Linked DNA regions of Mus musculus: region 1 is linked to region 2. Evidence: chromatin contacts called from public Micro-C data. All regions are on one chromosome and are shown on one strand. The core of a region is the stretch at or near the end of the contact, and the rest is flanking DNA. Distances in the headings are between cores, read along the strand shown. Region 1 holds the start of Gprin2 (G protein regulated inducer of neurite outgrowth 2). Region 2 holds the start of Mapk8 (mitogen-activated protein kinase 8).

Region 1 (4,682 bases), core at 109-2,608, 750 kb after region 2:
GGACTGCTCACAGAGTTAACATAAGGAAGTTGAAAGGCCCAGGTAGGGATAGCCCCTACAGATACCTCAAATCCCTTGTAGAGAGGGGTGTGGCCACCTACAACTAGTGGTTTGATCATGCCAGCGTGCAAATAAACGGCCTAACAGGAACACAAGCCGAATGGAGAACGCAGCAAGAGACATCCCTTAAGGTGGGTGGGGCAGCTCCAAGAATAAAATCAGTCCCTCGTAGCCTCTAACCTTATCGAGATGGCATAGAACCTAAAGGCAGAGAAATGCCAGGAAAGGGGTATGCATGAGAAAACAAGCTCCAAGACGCCACCCTGCTCACCATAGAGAAACCCCTAAGAGTCCCAGAACGCCTAAGAGTCCCAGGGCCTGAAACCTGTGAGGGTTTGCTCACTCAGGTGCTAACAGTGGGCTGAATGTGTCTCAGGGTCAACTGCAACTGCAGGAGGCCACTAAGATTGTACCTGCACTCCCCAGCACAGTGCCCCAGCATGGACACACGCCTCACTGTGGCCATGGCACAGGCGGGTTTACAGTGTGAACCTGCAGGAAAGAACGTTCATTCACAGCAGCACTCCGCATGCCAAACACAGGCCGCCCCTGCTGCGGTCAAAGGCCTGAACGCACCACACACCACGCAGCCTCCCTGGCCAGGGCTCCCTTCCCCGAATCTCCAGAGCAAAGCCCACAGTGGTCTTAGGGAGAAGTACACAACCCAAGTCTCGGATCTAGGCTACAGACCTTTCCAGGACAAAGACTCAAAGGATATGGGGCAGTGAGCTCGCTGGTAGGGATGCTCCTGAGCAGAAGAGGGCGGGGCGCTGGCAACAGAGGACAGGGTGGGGGATGCGGATGGAAGAGAGGAGAACCCGGGAGGGAAGAAGCAAAGGAAGGCGGGGTGGAGGCCGATGGGCTCCGGTCCGGGGCAGAGGAAAAACAAAAACAAAACCCGGAGACTGGGCAAAGGGAACGTGGAAAAGAGAACCGGAGAGGGCAAGGGGGAGGCAACCGTGCGGAGGAATGCGGCGCAGACAGCGGTGAGGAAGGGGTTCGGGGGTTCAGGAAGGGGGGCGCCGCCCACACCACCCCAGCACCCACCACGGCTCGTGTTGAGCCAGCCTCTCACCCTGTCGCCTCCAGGGCCGCAAAGGCCGGCGGAAGCGCTGCTCCTGCGGCCGCCACAGGTGCCCGTCGCCAAGATGGAGCCGCACTGGGTCTAGCCCCGCCGTGGTGCAGCCGGCCGCGGAGCCTGCGCTGCCAAGGGCCAGAAGGGGAAGCTGTCACCGGTACCCGGAGCAGGGGTGCTGGGGGTTTGAGGGGGGCGACTCACTCACCTAGGCGCGCCCCGCCTCTTCACGGCTCAGCGTCCCGGCCCCGCCCCCTGCCTCGGCTCCGCCCATGTCATTCCCTTAGGCTCCGCCCCCAAGACTGCCCATCCCCCCTTCCTGACCCTTCCCCCCCGCCCCCCCCCCCCCCAGCAAGGCTGTTTTCTCACTGGGCTCATCCATTTTGTGCAACCTTCCCGACAGAGCCGGCCGCTGTGTTCCAATCTCCCACCCCTAAAGGGCGCCATCGTCCTGCCCCAGTCCCTCCGTGCCCCACCTTGCCTTGCGTGGCTAGCTCCGGCAAATCCTCCAGGTCCCAAATTCACATCCTTAGAGATTTTCAATCCCTTGCTCTGACACCAGAATCCATTGACATTCCCTGTGGCCCCGCCCCCCCCCCATGTCCTTTATCTTCCTGCCCCACCTCTCACAATTCTTGGGCCTCCCACCCACCTCTTGAGACCTTTCCCCAGGTCTTGCTCTCTAGAGGCCTTGCCTGTTAGGGAGTCTTCAGGCCTGCTGGATCCAACAGCATGCTCTCAGCTCTAGACTCACCTCAGGGAGAAATCCAAGCTTGATCCAGTTCTTGAGGTTTACAATTGCAGTGTGGTCCTTAAGGAGTACCTGCCCAGCTTCATAGTCCCAAAGTCACACCCTCAGCCATGTCCTTCAAGGTCTACATTCTTGATAACCTGTCAGTCTATCCACTTCCAGGACCATTTCCACCCTTGCCCTCTGACCCAATCCCACGCTAGGATGGTTTCGCAGCCTACCTCAGGGATGCAAAGAGCTGACATGCACAGTGACTCCCAGTGGGGAGAGACCTCACTGGAGCCTCAACTATTTTCCTGTAATTCCCTGCAGTTCTGATATTTCCTCCCTAGATCCCACTGTGTCCCTTCCTAAAAGCTCTACCGATTCTGGGTTGCCTGATCCCATGGAAAGTCTAGGATCCCTATTAGCTTTGCTCCAGCATCCCCAGACACACAGGACAGGAAGCTACCCCACCTAGATCTGACCAGACCCAGTCCACCATCAAGGAGTCCCCAGGTACCCAGGGCCACAGGGTAAGAGGAGACTGGGCTTCTTCTGAGTCCCCATCTCAGAGAACTAAGTCCCAGTGTCACACTCCTTTGTTGACAGCAGCCCTGGAGCCCCAACTTGCCTAGGGTTGTTTACACTCTTCCCATGCAGTTATGGGGAACCAACACCATCTTTGTCTCTCTCCTAGTTATGGATGGCTTCACTATCTTCTCAGAAAGTCCTAGATTTCCTCCAGTCACCCCTTCCCAGCAGGTCCTCAAAGCATTCTCTCCAGTTTGGGAAAACAGCCATCCTGGAAGAGCTAAGCACCCTGACAGGGCTGCACAGGCCTGTGGAAGCTCTGCTTCTACAGCCACAGGTGTCCAGGCTTTAAGATGGAGCCCGAGCTACACTAGTTGGGTCTAACCAGCCACGGTGCAGCTCGCTGCAGCGCTTACTGGGTATACAAGTAGGGGCCGAGGGTTCTTGCTTCCTTGCTACTCACAGCCGGCCTGAAGGATCCTGTCCAAAGAGTCTATAGAAGATTTCTGCACCAGGGACACTAACCAACTCCTGTCCCTCCCAGAAATTGCCACTCTTCTCATCCTCATAGTCCCTTCCCACAGAAGTCACTTACATCCCAAGAAGGGATGAGGTAAATGTGACTACACTGAGAGGAGACTCAGAGCCCAAGCCCATAGCTCCTAGCTTCCAGGGCATCCTGAACAGAACTTTGCCATGTATGTGCCAAGGAAGCCTACTCAGGATTAGATGTCAATGGATGTCTGCCCTACTGGATACACACAGGCGTGATCTGACGGGACCATGGCACCAGGACCTCTGAACAGCACTTGGCTATGACCTCTTGGCAAACTGGTCCTATGACTTGGCAAGAGGCTCTCCTGGCTATAGTAGTGACTCAGGGAGAGCCTGGGATAGGAGGAACTTAGATAACAATTCCTATCTAACTTCCAACATACTCATTTACCCTGTGATCCCACACCCAGGCAGGACTTTTCATCTCTCTGGGAATCGGTTTCTTCATCTGATAATCAATGGTAATTACCTCCCTATCTTCTGGGCTGTGGGGAGGTCACAGTTGTGAAAGGGTTCTGTGCAGTATTCTTGCCACTGTCACTCTGGTGATCACATGATCACTTGTTTGCCAACCACCACCATCCCACCATCCCCCACCACTCTCCCCCGTGCTAGACTCTAAAGGTACAAGCTATGGCTGTTAGGAGTAAGGAACAAATTGGACTTTGCAGAGCACTATGGTAAGGAGAGGTATATCTGGCTTGATATCATATGGCCCACGTGCTATTTGCTGAGAGGAGCAGTCATGGGATGTTGTCAGAAGCTCATAGTGGGCATGGTAAGCACATTGGCATCACTCAGAAGAGTAGCAGGAGTTTCTTGGGAGGTGTGAGCATCACAGACACACAGGGGACTCAGGGGTCTGATCTTCAGAGAAGAGATGAGTGAGAGGAGGGCTTAGGGGCCCAGCTACAAGAAACCAAGTGGCAAGGACTGGAAACTAGACAGCATAGAAGAAAAGTGACCGGGGGCAGCTAGAGTATATTCTTCAGAGAAGTGCTGGAGACAGACACTCCGGGGTGGGCAGAGGAATGGTTTGGAGAGGAGACACTGACAAGGTATGTACCTAGTCAACTGAAGCATGGCCACAAAGGGGAGAAGATAGATATCACTGGAAAGAAAGATGGGGGTCAAGAAAGCTGTTTTTATTTTAGTTGGTTTTGTTCCCTTTGATTGGTTTTTTAATATGCCATATCTTGCCTCGTTAATTCTGCTTAAGCTAAGCAAAAGGTCAGTGTGCAGGAGACTGCATGGAGCACCAATGGAAGCTGACACTGAAAAACTGGCTTGCCTCTGCAAGGCAGGAGCCAGGCGACACAACACTCCTTGATGTCACACACTGCTACTGCCTTGGTAGGAAGCACATGGCGCCTGTCTTCGTTTCTTTTCCTGTTTCCGTGATAAAATACTCTGATGAAAGCAACTTGGAAGAGAAGTGGTTTATTCTAGCTCACAGTTCTAGGACATAGTCCACTGGGGCAGTGAAGTCAAGGCCCTGGGAGCTTGAGGCAGTGTGTTCCCAGCCTGGAAGCAGAGAGCAACAGGCTTGTGCTAATACTCAGCTCACTTTCTCCAGTTCATTCAGACAGGGCTCCTCTGCCCAGGGAATTGTCCCATCCATAATTAAGACTGATCTTCTCACATCAATGAACTTGATCAAGATAATCTCTCATAGGTATTTCCAGAGACTCATATCAACCCAGGTGGTTCTAGATTCTGTCACATTAA
Region 2 (5,095 bases), core at 28-2,527:
ATTTTTGTCTATAAAAGTCTTTCAATCAACCCAATGAGTATGACTTCCATGCTTGGTGATGGGGAAATGATGCAAAATAGGCCTCTAAGTACCATTTTGATTACTTCGTCAGACACAGAAGTAAACCTTCCAAGTTTAACAGCCTCAATAAGAGAACTGAAGTAACCATTACCAATGATACGAAAATTGACAAGGGGGGGGTGGGATTTAAGAATAAAGGTAGTATATTTAAGCCAAACCTGGATATTCTTCCTAACACTATCCTTGGAAGTTCCAGTCAAATGAGCCAAATACCTTACTTAACATACATCCCTTACATAATCGTCTCATTTAAAGGCACATCTATTCTGTTCCATACTACCCTAATTTTTAAGGGTCTTTCTCTTGGCCTTCACATCTTCTCCACCTGGATACAGCACTAACTGTTGCCAAATGAATGAATGAAATAAACATGTTCTAACTGACCAGGTACTTGGTGGAAGCTGATCTCAAAACACAATAGACCGGCAGACCAGAATTCTACTGAAAAGATCACTTAATTTCAGAAGTAAAAATAGAAACTACCGGACACTGTGCAGTCAACATGATATTAAATTCCCGGTGGGATGGGAAACTTTCGGGAATAACAATGTAATGCGTTCCTTACGGTACTTTACAATGGACTTGGTTCTACCTTGTCTGGACTAGGAACCCAAGCGCAAGACAAAGGGACAGCGGCGGGGGAAAGTCAAAAGGTCAGCGGCAGGCGCCCCTCTCAAGGCGCGGCCCGCAGGCCGGCGCGCTCGCGGCCACCCGGCTCTTCTCGGCGTCGCGGCACTCACGTCCGCACAAAGAAACCGCCCACAGTCAAAACACGCTCCCCGTGGGTGCGGGAGACGTATGCACGGTCGCGTCGGCCCGACCTCCGCGGGAGCACCTCCGAACTTGCCGCCCACCCGCTCCATTTCCCCCCGCGCGACGTGGAAGCCGGCCGGAGCGGTGAAGCCAGGTCGCGCGGAGTGGACCACGCCCCCCGCTGCCCCCGCCGCCCGCGCTATTGTTCCCGCGCCGCCCCCGCCCCGCGCGCGTTCCCGGGAGGGGGTCACGGCCGGGGAAAAGCGGCGGCCGCCCGAGCCGCGGCGCCCGCGCACTCACCCGGCAGTGCAGCCAACGGCGACCTGGAAGCCCGTAGCGGAGAACGGCGCCGTCCTGCGGTGGCCGCGGCCGCTACTCAATCCTGTTCGCGGCTCCGCGTTTCGGCCGCAACGTCCGGCCTCGGCCGCTCCGCTGACTAACAGAGACGCGGGCCGTCAACGCGCACGCCCGCCCACGTCATCGCGCAGGGCCCCGCCTCCGCGCCGGCGAGCGGCCTAGGGGCGGGCCAGCCCCGGGGGCCCGGATTACGAGGGCGTGGCCCCGCGACTTGGGCGTGGCTACACTGGGGGGCGGGCTGCAGTAGCGGAGGTTTTCCCCTGAGGGCGGGGCCGCGAGCAGCGTCTGGGCGGCCGCGTGTGAGGGGCGGGGCCGGGAGCAGCAGGGGGCGGGTCTGCGATGGCACGTGGCGGCGCGTGGCGGCGAAACACCAGTCATAGCTTAAGCCTGCATGGTTGCTAGCCTCGCGGGGAGGAGGGGTTAGTGTTTGAAGGTCAGGCACGCGTGCCAGGGCACACACCTGAACCACGGAGAGTCCTGGTTTGACAGATACTCTTCAAGGGCCTACCACCCACCAAGGAGTAGATGTTCTCTAGCTCCCTGGAAGAAGTTACCTCCTTTTACCCCCCAAACCCTCCTGCTCCAGATTTTTTGCCTTACCTGATTTACCTGCAAGTCCTTGCGGCTCTCGCAAATATTAACTATTCACGGATAAACTGACGAGCCTCGACAATGGATGGAAAGGTATTTAAATCACTATCATTCATGAGGCAAAATATATTTAGCACTTTAAAGAGTTCAAAGGCATTCTCGCCAACAACGGAGAATATCACTAAGAGAAAGAAGCAACACATACATATAGAATGATTCTACGTTTATATAAAATATATTACATGCACAGTATATTAAACTTGGAAAAAAAGTATGACAATTGCTTTGACAGTAGGAAATAAAGGGCAGTCTCTCTTACACCTGTGTAGTATACTGTGATTTCCAAAATATACAAATATGTATTGAGTAAATTCAGGTAGACTGTTCCCATTACATGTTAAAATGGTCTTTCTCCAGGGATGCTATCATGAAGCAAATGTGAGCACTCATTCATTTATTCTCCCCCCATTTTATCTCTCAGCAATTTTTTAATTTTAATTTCTTATTTCTCCAGTAAATATTTTATTGCTTGCCTATTCTCTTAAAGGCAGTGTACTAGCACTAGCAATAAGTAGAACTTATAGAGAATTCTTGTGGTATCAAGATAATAAACTATACACCAAATCAAATCGACACTAAAATGCAAATTAAGGACACATCCAACTATGAAAGGAACCAATGTATTAATAAGGCCAGGAAAGCCTTCTCTAAGGAGCTGCCTCCTAATTTGAGAACAGGTTTGACCAGGGATTATGTCCGAGTTAACTTGATGTGCGAACAAGGAGTTCCAGAACGGGGTAGACTGGGAAAACTGAAGACAGGCCAGCTCTATTGGGACACCAAAGAAGACATTGCAAAATGAGAAGACTGATAAAAACAAAATCCTGTGTTGGAGGTGTTTTTATTACAGGTGTAATGGGAAGGCCCTGGTATGTCTTCAGCAGTGGAGAGCATGATTGTACTGACATCTTGACAAAAAACAAACAAACAAACCTCTTATCACAGAATGCTTTTCTTGATCTCTCAAGGTGGGCCTCTTCTCCCTCTACAATTCTTACTAAAAACTTTCTTCTCTTCCAGAGTATGTTTCTACTTATAGTTCATAGGTCAAAGGTACTGCAGGACATGTATAGATCCCCTGTGGTGGCAAAGACAGCACCCTTTTGTTGGGGTTGGTCTTGTGCACTGTGTATTCAGATGCTGAGTTCTGCACCCCAAGATCAGGCTGCAGTCTGAAAGTGGGCATTGTGCTGTCAAGAATGCTCCCCAGTAATCTCTGATTGGTGAATAAAAGGCTAGAGCTTGTGTCTGGGCAGGGGACAGAGGAAGGCAGGACTTCAGAGAGAGTGAGTGGATCTCAAGTAGAGACCAAGAGGAGGACAGAGGAGAGGGAAGAAGGAGGTCGCCATGAGTCAGGATGGACCATGAGCACATGGCCAAGAGAAGCTGAGGACAGACATGGAGCAGAACCAGACTCAGATGGCAGGTGACAGGGCATTTACCTTATTATTAATATCCTAACGGTGGGGGTTGGAAAAGCTCAGAACCTGTCCTGCACAGTGCCAGCAGTTTGTTAATAAAGTCTGATGTTTCTGTGTTGCTTACTCAGGAGCTATATGGGATAGAGTGGGGCAGAACACTCTCCCCCCTCCCCCATAAAATTACCACTCTACCCTCTTCCTGGCCTTTTCCTTCGGATGACTTTAGGGAAGACCCACTGTTATGGCTTCCCCTGTCTGTTCCATTGGCAAATCTCTCCTTATCCTTGAGATGCCAAACTGCAATTCCTACCAGATGGGCAAGCATGCATTCTATCAATAACCCTTGGCAGAAGGATGCCTATGAATTTCTAGCTTTTGCCAAAAGTACCTCAATTAGAGGTTGGTTTTGAAACTGTTCTTTATGGTGCCAGTAAGTGACAGGAGCTTCTAACACCCAGTTAAAGAACCCTTGTCTGTGGGAGGCAGGATTTTGAGGCCCTCAGCAAGCAGGTATGATACATGTGCCTACTGTCTCATTGCCAGGGCCCTGTAATAGAACAGGATTTGCCTCACCTCCCCAACTCAGAGATGATCCCGGAGGCCCTCTGATGCTAATGAAAAGACACAGAGCCTTCAGGAGAGCAGAGGTGAGAAGACAAATTGTTCTCTAATACAGTAGGATAACCAAGATGAATGATACTCAGTTATGTATTTCTCTTTTTTTGTTTTTGTTTTTTTTTTTTGGTTGTTTTGTTTTGTTTTGTTTTGTTTTTTTACGAGACAGGGTTTCTCTGTGTAGGCCTGGCTGTCCTGGAACTCACTCTGTAGACCAGGCTGGCCTCAAACTCAGAAATCCACCTGCCTCTGCCTCCCAAGTGCTGGGATTAAAGGCGTGTGCCACCATCGCCTGGCTTTCTTTGTCTTTCTTACTAAAAAGCATACAGAATTTATTCTAGGAAAAAGGTTGACATCACTGGCCAGCCTTCCCTGCTCCATAGCTTGTATGTCTGAGAAGTGGTTAGAAGAGATTAAGGTTTAAGGATATGGGAAAAGGCAAAAAGAAGAGTTATGAGCCTTTCAAGTGCGACTCTCTTTAATAAGTGACAGCTACACTGGAGCAGGTGAGTGTTCCATACAGAACCCAAGGCATTCTACACTGCAGTGGATACTTAAAAGACAGACGGTCCATGATGATGGATAGGGAGAGGACAGTTTCTGGTGATGCTGTAACATCCTGGCAGGAACAGAGATAATCCAAAAAGAAACCCTGTGTTCCTCCCTGTGGCAATCAGACTATTGAGACAGTTAGTCCCCAGGACTGGAATGTCCCCAAGAATCACATGCTGGGAAAGGAATAGACTGAAGGCTGGTGCTAGTCAGAGGAGAAACTTGTCCCCCAGGGAAGATTTCACACAGTTCTGAGTACATGTCAGGCCATTTTTACAAGGAAGATTGGAGCCAGACAAGGATGGGTGATGGGACAAGTGATGAGCAGGACCAGACCTTGATTGGCCAACACTGCTTAGTTACATTTACCTCTTGCTTTCTATTTCAACCTAAACCTCATGCCAGTGGGAAGGGGCTCACTGAACCTTTGTTCCTCTTCCCAATGTGGCCATATTGAATAAATCTCCCATTTCTGCTTTGCACAATTGCTTGTCTGTTTAATTAGTGTATTGGGCATGAGCTGCTAAGCTTAGCTTGTCTGGGCTTGTTAGGACCCAGGCTCAGATACTAACTGCCCTGATAACTTTTTTTCCTTTTTTTTGAGTGTGTAGCTCACTCATAACAAATTGACCCTGCATGGGTTCATGGAGGCTCTGAGATCATGT

What was found. A called contact is a pair of places that touch in the nucleus more often than the background predicts.
Region 1: a contact with region 2 is called in a Micro-C map of embryonic stem cells, with 6 times the contacts expected there. The contact joins the promoter of Gprin2 here to the promoter of Mapk8 in region 2. A contact is called at or near these places in 3 of 39 promoter capture datasets (the 3T3-L1 cell line, hippocampal neurons and liver) and 1 of 484 Hi-C or Micro-C datasets (embryonic stem cells).

The regions. Positions count from the first base shown.
Region 1 is chr14:34,200,275-34,204,956 of GRCm38.p6, forward strand. Gprin2 (G protein regulated inducer of neurite outgrowth 2) reads right to left here and starts at 1,359. Exons shown (of 2, transcript NM_183209.2): 1 at 1,136-1,359.
Region 2 is chr14:33,445,881-33,450,975 of GRCm38.p6, forward strand. It overlaps Mapk8 (mitogen-activated protein kinase 8), which reads right to left and starts at 1,278. Exons shown (of 12, transcript NM_001310454.1): 1 at 1,135-1,278.